Regions from separate parts of the Hordeum vulgare genome. Here region 1 is linked to region 2. Evidence: chromatin contacts called from public Hi-C data. All regions are on one chromosome and are shown on one strand. The core of a region is the stretch at or near the end of the contact, and the rest is flanking DNA. Distances in the headings are between cores, read along the strand shown. Region 1 has its middle 65 kb from the start of LOC123444724. Region 2 holds the start of LOC123444723 (probable LRR receptor-like serine/threonine-protein kinase IRK).

Region 1 (5,015 bases), core at 2,319-4,818, 210 kb before region 2:
GAAAGTTATAAATTGTTCGCATTTTAAAAAATACTATTCCAAATATCATAAAAGGTACCTGTTGTTCAGAAATTGAGAAAAATGTTCAGAGGTCCTAAAAATGTTCAAATATTCAGAAATTTGGACAGTGTCTTTTCAAAAAATAATCGAAATTCATTTTACCTATAGAATTTTTAAGTTTTCGAAAATGTTTCCATTTTTAGGTATCTAAAAATTGTTCGCATTTCCAAAATTGTTTTGGGATTTTCAAATTGCTCTTTACTTCGAATTTTCTTCTATAAATTCTGAAAATATCTTCTATTTTGATTTTTTTTGTCCCCATGTTAAATTGTTGGTCTTGTTTTTAAAGAAATATATCAAATTTAAAAACATTCGACATTTTTATTTTTTTGTTACCAGGTTTAATTTTTGTTCTTGAATTCACAAATTTGTTCTTTTAATTCAAAAATATTCGGGATTTTAATAAAAAAATCCTGTTCAATTTTGTTCTCTAGAATTGAAAAAATGTTCTGGATTTCAAGATTTATTCTTAATCTCAAAATTTTGTTCTCTAAATTAAAAAAAAAATTGGTTTTGGTTTTTTAATTCCCATGTTAAATTGTTGATCTCGATTTTAAAGAAAAATATATAAATTAAAAAATGTTCAGAATTTTTCATTTTTTGTTCCCATGATCAAATTTTGTTTTTGATTTAAAAATGTTGTTCTCTAAATTCATAAATATTTGCGATTTGAATAAAAAACCATGTTCAAATTTTGTTCTCTAAATTCAAAAAATCTTCGGGATTTCTATTTTTTGTGAAAAATTAAAATCTATTCATAAATTTGGAAAATTTGTTATGTTTGTCAAGACTGTTGGGAAGTACAAGTTTTTGCTTCATTTTTTGGAAATCTTTTCATGTTTGTTTTCAAGTGTTATGTTTTGCGGTTGTATTTAGGTCTTCTAGTATCATGTTGTACTTACATCAGTACAACTGGGAAGTCGCTCTGGCTAGCAGCACTAGCACAAATGAGTGGGATGGTGGCAGGTTTGAATCCCACCAACTCTACTTTTCCGCGTTCACCATTTTTCACCTCTCACCGTGTGGGCCGGCCTAGTTAGCGAGTCCCCTCTGCGTCGGGTTCTTATACGACGCAAAATGCGTCGTATAGGAGGTCCCCGCGCCGCCGTCTCCTCACCCATCTCCCGATAAAGGACACCAGGCCTTGACCGGCTGACGGCGCCGCCCTTGACCTACACCTGCGCTCCACCTCCTTCCATGAAGCACCGCCGAGAGCACCTTGTGCCCACCGTCGAGTGGATGGGACGGCTGCCGCCGCAGTCGCCGACAGCAGCGGCAGCAAGAGATCGCGGCTTGGGTGTAGACTAGGGTTCAGGGGTGAGGGGGCCTCCGGAGCGGCTCGGGAGATACTACTGTTGTTTACTCTGTCTGGTCACTGGTGGCTGGATTTGGCGTGGGCCTTCATGCCTTTTCGCATGACCCCTTGAGTGTGAGTTGAATTGACGATCGCCTATGATGAAGTTAGAGTCGTTGCTCAGAGTTTAGGGATGGCGGTGACACCTCTAGGGGAGGAGCGATGACGCCTGCGTGCTGTCTTGACAAGATCCTTTTTGGAATGGTGTGAGCGAGATTTTTTCTACGTGTCGTCCAGCGGTTGTGATAGTTTTCGCCCGGTTCTTAATAAATGAATTGGACAACTTGGTTTTCGCTCGATTTTTCTAAATTAATTGAACAAATCTTTTCTTCTTAATGAATGCAGGATAACTAACATTTCAAAAAAAAAAAAAATGTCTGAAGCAAAGGATGGTTTCACATCTATAAATCAACTATGTTTCTTACAAGGATATACATTCTTATGATTCTGAATTGACACCACAAACTGCTAGCGTTATCTGCAATTTGCATATCGGGCAGGAATGCTGAAGCATGGTGATGGGGAAGATCTGAAGAGAGGTGCCGTAATGCTGAGGAACAACGCGAAGAACATGACGAGGAGCTGTGCGGCTGTGCAGGGTGATGCTACCTGAGCTTCTGGGTTGCTCGATGCATCGTTTTTAGCCTGTCTTCTTTTGGTGGTTGTTTAGTTGGTACTGATTGGTCTGCTCCTGCGTGGGTGATACACACTTTTGCTCCTGTGCGAGTGTCTAAACTGTTGGTAGGATAGATGATGGTGTTGTCGAGTTTTCGTCCTGCAGCGGGTGTTTCTATGACGAGCACCTGCAGTGGGTTTCCTGGTGATGCGTTGAACTCTCTTCGGTGATGTGTTGAACTCGCTCTCCGTTCTCCCGTCTCCACCTTATTCTGCTTCTGAAGTGTTGTATTTCCGTTATTCAGTTAATGGAAGGGGGTTATGCCCGGTTAAAGAAAATGCATATTGGATGAGAGATGAATATCGAGCATGGGAAATATTCTTGTTCCCCTTTTGCACTCAAAAATATTACCTCCATTCGGAAATAACTGACGTGGTTTTAAGTTGAATTTGAACTAAAACCACGTCAGCTATTGCCAATGATTCTGTAATGTCCATTGCCAAGTGAAGGTACCATTGAGCAATAAATATACTATGTCCTACACGTTGAGCAACAATTTTCAGACTGGAAACAACATTTCAGCAGATCACGGTGCAGAGCCAAGCCAATACATGCTGACTATGTTTTCGCTGTGCTTCTGGTGAGGCTGTGTGGACCTGTTGCAAATGGGAGATCTGATTGCTACAGGGATGATGAAGTGGTATTCAGAACCCAGATCACAAGACAAAAAGAAAGAGACCAGCTCAGGACTTAATGTAAGTAAATGTTTTTTCTGCGACATCTGAATAACAACAATGGTGGTCGGGATATAGATTGGGGTGATAAAGTTGCGGTAATACTCTGCACAGAGATCCTGCCATCAGGGGACACAGTAGGGGCTTGGCAGTGTGAAATGATACAGTATCTTGGAAGTTTCTATATGCTCCTGTTATCATATGGTCTCTGTGATAGTACACGACACTATTAACCTTGCCTCAAACAGATACAGTTAAAGATGTTTCTTAATCACAACTGGTTAATACTCCAGACTCCAGAGTGATTTTTTTCAGGAACAGAGTAGTTGCTTTGTGCCAAAGCAGTTCAAGTTTTGCGAAACAATCTTCATCTTTGATGAGCTTCTAAACTCCAGATGGCAAGGTTCATGATCCTCTCCTTGAGGCATCACAAGTACACTTTCTGTGTCTTGCATAGTTGCATTGAGTTTTCTTATTGATACTGACAGGTCTGTTCCTCGCTAAACTGTCTGATCGCAGCAATTAGCCTAAACTCCTATGCTTAGCTACGTACAAGCGCAGTATCAGATCTCTCATCAGTGGTTGGACTTTGACCCTATGGAGCACATCATCACGGCGTGGAATTCACTACTGTTTTTTTTCTTTCAGGTTATTACTTTTATGATTCTGCGTTGCGGATGTGTTCCCCGATCGATCCCCATGTGCTCGATAAAGCCTTTGAGAGCCTGTATGATGATACGTGAGGTGAGGTGAAACAATGCTGGCCCTCCTACTGTGTTGGTCAGGACAGGTCCACACATTCCTTTCCCCTTTTTCCTTTATGTCTGTTTCCCCTTTGCATGATTCCTTCCGGCCCCTATCGGCTATCGTCTTGCCGCTGGGCTTTTTGCTAATTTCATGCGAGTCAAGATCTGTTCCCGGCAGTTTCGAAAAGAAAATAAATGGGCACTCCTTTCGTCTGGAAATACTTGTTTGAGAAATGGATGTATCTAGATGTATTTTAACTCTAAACACATTCATTTTTATTATTTTTGCGATAAATAATTTCGAACGGAGGGAGTATTTGTTGGCATGAAATAGGTTTGTGCATTGCCAGTGTTATCTAGCAAGTGTGTTGTTCCTCTTTGCGTAAACAAGAAGACAGGCGTGTTCTCCTTTCATCATGTTTGTGCGTCTGTAAATATCACCTGCCATGGTCTTTGTGCAACGATAATTCTTTGACCATCGATTGCTCCAGGACGATCTACATGCATCTCGGTTTGCCAGGAATTTCGTTTTTCTTTGTCTGACATTTTTCACTACTGCTGCATGATTTTACCGACCATTGGAAGGTACGTACTAGCTGTGGAATATTTTAGAGAATCTGAGATAAAGGGGATGGTCCTGTCTGTATTATACGTAGCAGGTAGTGTTCTTGTGTCCAGCATGTTCTTTCTTCACTAAACAATAGAATGTACAGTTGTTAGTTCAGTTATTATTCTACATGCTCATTGTCATTTGGCTTGTAGTTCACTGCCTATTCAGGCTGTTTGAAATCATCTTCACAATAGTCAAATGCACTACCTAACACTAATTCCGCAGTATGAATTGGAAAGATGCTAGGCTGACGCTCGTACGTACTAGTAGTGACATTTTACTACTCCCTCCGTCCTAAAATAAGTGTAGCTGCTTTAGTACAAATTTTATACTAACTTGATACTAAATTTGCGTTACTTATTTTAGGACAGAGGAAATAGATGTTTAGTTTTACTGTCTTGTGACGGGGACAAGGTGCTTGACCCTCTCGTGGCAGAGGCTTCTGAGTGTTGAAATTTCTTGAGAGATGGAACTTGAAAATAAAGGCCACACGACAGTAGGCTCTCTGGATGGACAAAGCACACCAATGGTTTATACAAAAAAGAAAAACAACGTCTCTCCACCATCATTGATGACCTTGACAAAATCGCTGAGACTTGCATTTTGTCGCAACAAGAGATTGAACAAAAAAATCAATCCAATGAGAAGATTGCAAGCCTTTTGGGAGAAGAGGAGATCAAATATTACCAACGATCCAAAGCCGACTTCATTTTGAAGGGAGATGATAATACACGATACTTTCAATTGGTTGGTGACATAGAAAGAAGTGTATTTTCTCTCTCCAACAAGATGAGGGACGGATCGAAAGTCAAACCGAGCTTAAAAGTTATATCGCTAAATAGTCTCGGTTCGGGGCACCAGAAGAAGGGAATCTTATCTTCGATGAGACCCGAAC
Region 2 (5,197 bases), core at 2,549-5,048:
AACAATGCATTGGTCTAGTAGTTTTTTAAGTTATTAATGTTTTTATGATATCTTGCTAAGAAATGATTCATTTGTACAGTCCTAAATGGTCGAATAGGTGTGGGCAGCCCCGGAGGAATCGTGGTTAAGATGTTTCCTATGAACCCTAAACTGTTTAGAGCAACTCCAATGGGGCGACCCATTTGGACCGCCGTCGTCGGTTTGGGTCGGCGCGGACACAAAAGTCGGCCCAACGCGCCGACCCAAACGGACGCGCGTTCGCTTGGTGTGTGCCTGTCGACCCATTCCCGGCCCAATTTTGGGCCGGATTTGCGTCGGCGCGGACATGAGACGGACGCGCGCGCACGCCTACTCCTCTTCCCGGGCCCGCCGGTCGGTGGCATCCATCGCCATTTCCCCCCAAAAACCCTCCCGCCCGCGCGCGCTCCCGCCCCTCGTCCGCTCCGCCCCCACGCCCGCCATGGACGGCGACCTCGACCTCGACCTCAATGCCACCGCATGCCTGGCCTCCCTCGCCTCGTCCAACAAAGGCAAGCCTCGCGCCTCCCGGAAGGCCGCCGCACCGAAGCCGAAGAAGGTGATGCGCCCGAATAGCGGGCAAAGGAGTCAGCCAAGAGGAAGGACCGGAGGCACGAGGGAGGCATTTTGCATGTTGGGGTTAAACCCTAGCCAACACGGCCTCGTCAACGCCGTTGTGGCCGCCGCGGTCAGCACCGGATCATCCGCCTTCCCTCGGACGTTGTTGCCCGACTCGCCCCACGCGTCGGTTTGCAACCTAGTGCCCGACTTCCATGTCTACCCGCAGGCCTCCCGCCTCTCAGGGGAGTGCTCGCCCGAGGTGAGCGTGGTCGCGCCTTCCACGCCGCGCCCGCGACCATCGACCTCAACGCCACACCGGTGGCCGGTGGCTCGTCATCCGGAGGCGCGAGGAAATGCGCGTGGCACACGCCAGCCGACCAGCTGCCGGCTACGCGCAACCTGTTCGACGGAATGCCGGCCGCGGACGACGACGACTACATGCAGAACATGATCTTCGAGGGTGGTGCGCAGGCCGCTGGCTTCGATTCCGACGAGACACAAAGCCAGGATGGCCGAGGCTACAATGAAGATCAGGTCGGCTTCATGCGTGATCAGGTCGGCCTGGACCTGGACGACTTCCCTCTCGACCATGAGTTTCCGGAGGACTATGGGCTAGAGGAAGAGGACGAGTGCGACATTGAAGCGGAGCCTTTGTTTAAGGACGAGCTCGCCAACCAAGCGGACGGGACGGCACCGAAGCGCAAGAGCAAGCGGACCAAGGCATACACGGAGGTCGAGGACAAGCTTCTTTGCGAGTGTTGGAGACACATTGGGCAAGACCCCAAGACGGGCGCCAAACAAAAGCATTCAACCTTTGGGATTCGTGTTCACCGTGAGTTCCGTGAGCGCAAGAAGTTTCCGCCGTATCAAATAACAAGCGCGCGCGGGTGGGTGTCCATTTCGAAGCGTTGGAGGGTGATCCAACAAGAGTGCAACAAGTTTTGTGCCACTCTTGAGAGCGTCAAGGCCCGCCCCGTGAACGGCATCGGCGTGTAAGACATGGTATGCTAGCAAGCCGCCCTCTTTTTGTGTCATTAAGTACATGCTTTTGGTTGTTCGTTTCCATATCATTTTGCCAATATGCTTGCATGAAATACATTTGTAGGCATTACAAGCTTTGGAGGCATTCAAGGTCCAACACAATGGCAAATGCTTCAACCTCTCCCATTGCTTTAGGGTGATCAAAGACGAGGAGAAGTTCAAGGCGCAATATGCCGACCTCAAGTCGCGTGGTGGGAAGCAAGCCGTGTAGGAGGTTGGGGACGGCGAGAAGGCTCGGGCGAGGGGGAAGACCAACTCCAAGAAGGAGGACAAGCGGGATGCAACATCGATCGCCTTGATCGCAACCGTGAAGGGCCTGATCACCAAGAAAGACTCAAGGGAGGAGAAGCGCCGACAAGAAAGAGAAGAGCAAATAAACGCCTTTTGGAAGATCCAAAGGAGTAGGCTTGACATGGAGGCGGAGAAACAAGCACGGATGCTTGGGATGAAGGCGGAGAAGCAAGCCAAGATGCTAGAGATCGAGGTCGTCAACGCCAAGACCAAGGCCAAAGAAGTGGCTCTTGCCAGCATGATGACCGGGGTGGAGATCATGAAGGTGGATCTCAACACCGTGTCGTCAAGGAAGAGGTCGTGGTTCGAGAAGATGCATGCCGACATGCTCAAGTTCGACGAGGAGTTAACTATGACGGCGAGCGCCATCTTTTTTGGATGTCGGCACGTGTGATGGCATGACCATGGTGCCGCGATGGCATGGTCGAATTCAAGTCCCATCCTTTTTGTGTGCTCGCATGCGTGTCGGCCGGCTCGCGAGCGCGCCAGCATGAGCTGTGGTACTATTTTTTAAAACCGGCATTGTATGCCGACGCTGGCATGAAACATGATCGGCCACGGGCCTTTTTTTAATATGTTGATTGCGGACATGAAATGGATCGACGCGTTGGGCGTACTGTCGACCAAAATTTAAAACATGACGGATGTCGGGCGGGCAACCGGTCCAAACGGACAAAAAACGAACAAATTCATCGTCCGTTTCGATCGATCCGTTGAAGTTGCTCATCATCCGTTTCGATCGATCCATTGAAGTTGCTCTTACTCCTTGCACTAAACAATGGCATCAAACAAACAAGCCATGGCAACCCAACCTGGCAACGCCATTAACGGGGCGACCATGAACCCAGATGGAAGGAGTGGAATGGACTGAAACGAGGAGCCCTGGCGTGCCGCTACGAAAACGGAAGCAAGGCGGGTGAATTCTACTCCACCGAAAATTTGAAAGGTTGCACTGCACACCCTTCACCGGGCGGGGCCAGCGTGGCTGTACCGCCTGGGTTGCCGTGCGGTGCTGCTCGTGCCTGCGCTTTTCCGTCGCTGCTCCAGATCGCAATGAATGCCGGCTGCCATTCGGATCAAAAGCGGCCGGTGTAAACGAAGGTTTTTTCTTTTCTTTTCTTCTTTGAAACATAAATGAAGGTTGTTGGGGCCGCATTCAATACAAGCAACCTTCAGAGCCTCCGCAGACACGCGTCAGGACCTCTTAATAAACCTTTTTTTTTGGTGAATGCGTTCCCACGCACGGGAGGGAATGAAGAGTGGTTTCGTTCGTCTGGTCACCCAAAAATTCTCCAGCCTTGCTATACAGGTAAAAATGTAGCCCGTTCATACCAAAGATAAAAAAAGAAAGAAAATATTATCTGGCAGACATTCGTCGGCCAGAGGCCCAATCCAAAGTTGTGAAATCGGGTCATAATAATAGTGATATCGGTGATGGCGTTATTAATTCTGGCGTTACCTAGGGGTGAATGGAAATGTCTTAAATTTCCGTCGGTGACAATCAATCCAGAAGATTGGGTTTCTACAGGACGATTTTATCTGCTGTAATACTGTTATTAGGGGTGGTTTTTCTTTCCTTGAGCAAATAATGACTGTGATGCACCTGGTAAATGAAATGGGGTGACCACATTGCGCCATTTTCTCCCTGTAAAATATCTTTAAAATTTGCAAAAAAAAAAGGGAGGAGAAACAAATCTGAAAAGTTAATAAATCGAATCATTTTGTCCATTCCTGATAGTTTCTACTACTCGTCCTAGCTCATTAATACCGCAAGGAGGGGGAGGGTGGAGGGGTCCTCCCCACTGCCCCTGCTCCACAGGTGACAGTTCACAGCCTCCCCGCTGCACCACGCCACCCCCCTCCCCTCCCCTCCCCTCCCCAGACGGCCCGCACCAAAAACTGCTCCGCGCAAATGGACAGAGCTCCGGTGTGATCCCACCACCCGCACGCCCCTCCTCCCCTCCCCGCCCCGGCCGCCGCAATGGCCGCCTCCTCCTCCGCGCCCGCGCCGCTCCTGTTCCTCCTCCTCCTCGCGGCGGCCGCGGCGACGGCCACCACCACCACGGCGCTCACCGACGACGTGCTCGCGCTGGTGGTCTTCAAGACGGGCGTGGCCGACCCGCTGGGCCGCCTCGCCCGGTGGACCGAGGACGACGACCGCCCCTGCTCCTGGCCGGGCGTCGGCTGCGACGCGCGCGCGGGCCGCGTCACCTCGCTCTCCCTCCCCGCCGCCTCGCTCTCCGGCCGCCTCCCGCGCGCGCTCCTCCGCCTCGACTCGCTCCTCTCCCTCTCCCTCCCCCGCAACAACCTCTCCGGCCCCGTGCTCCCCGGCCTCCTCGCCTCCCTCCCCCGCCTCCGCTCCCTCGACCTCTCCTCCAACCGCCTCGCCGCCACCGTCCCCGCCGACCTCTTCGCCCAATGCCACGACATCCGCTCCATCTCCCTCGCCCACAACGACCTCTCCGGCTACATCCCGCCCGCGGTCGCCTCCTGCTCCTCGCTCCTCTCCCTCAACCTCTCCTCCAACCGCCTCGCTGGCCCCATACCCGACGGTATCTGGTCGCTGCCTTCGCTCCGCTCTCTGGACCTCTCCGGGAATTCGCTGTCGGGGAGTGTTCCCGGCGGGTTCCCCCGGAGCAGCTCGCTGCGGGCGCTCGATTTGAGCCGTAACCTTTTCGCCGGGGAGATACCGGCTGATGTCGGAGAGGCGGCGCTTCTTAAATCGCTGGATCTCGGGCGTAACTTCTTCACCGGCGGCTTGCCGGATTCTCTCCGTAGGCTGACCGCGCTACGGTTCCTTGGCGCCGGCAGCAATGCGCTCGCCGGCGAGGTGCCCGCGTGGATCGGGGAGATGTGGTCGCTGGAGCGGCTTGACTTGTCGGGCAATTGCTTCGCCGGCATCATCCCCGAGGACATCGCGAAATGTAAGAACCTGCTGGAGGCTGATCTCAGCCGGAACGCGCTGACCGGCCAGCTCCCCTGGTGGGTGTTCGGCCTGCCACTTCAGCGCGTCTCGGTCGCCGGCAACAAGCTCGGCGGGTGGGTCAAGGTCCCCGGAGATGCCGCGTTGGCGTTGCATGTGCTGGACCTGTCGAGCAACGCTTTCTCGGGCGGGATCCCGGAGCAGATTACTGCCTTCACGGGGTTGCAGTTTCTGAACCTGTCCTCGAATTCCATATCGGGGCAGCTGCCTGCTGGCATTGGTGCGATGAGGCTGCTGGAGGCGCTCGACGTGAGCGCTAACACGTTAACTGGAAGCGTGCCACCGGAGATTGGCGGTGCGGTG

The links. A called contact is a pair of places that touch in the nucleus more often than the background predicts.
Region 1: a contact with region 2 is called in a Hi-C map of leaf, with 4 times the contacts expected there. The contact joins the enhancer-like site here to the promoter of LOC123444723 in region 2. A contact is called at or near these places in 3 of 6 Hi-C or Micro-C datasets (leaf and seedling) and 1 of 1 datasets of contacts at active chromatin or transcription factors (embryo).

Annotation. Positions count from the first base shown.
Region 1 is chr3H:530,223,099-530,228,113 of MorexV3_pseudomolecules_assembly, reverse strand. No RefSeq gene overlaps it. Among protein-coding and RNA genes, the nearest start is that of LOC123444724, 65 kb to the left of the region's middle. Within about 2 kb of position 3,568, at least 2 of the 3 cell types and tissues checked have open chromatin away from gene starts, as enhancers often do. A contact at or near this core is called in leaf, where this site is marked.
Region 2 is chr3H:530,017,769-530,022,965 of MorexV3_pseudomolecules_assembly, reverse strand. It overlaps LOC123444723 (probable LRR receptor-like serine/threonine-protein kinase IRK), which reads left to right and starts at 3,798. Exons shown (of 2, transcript XM_045121542.1): 1 at 3,798-5,197. The coding sequence starts at 3,893.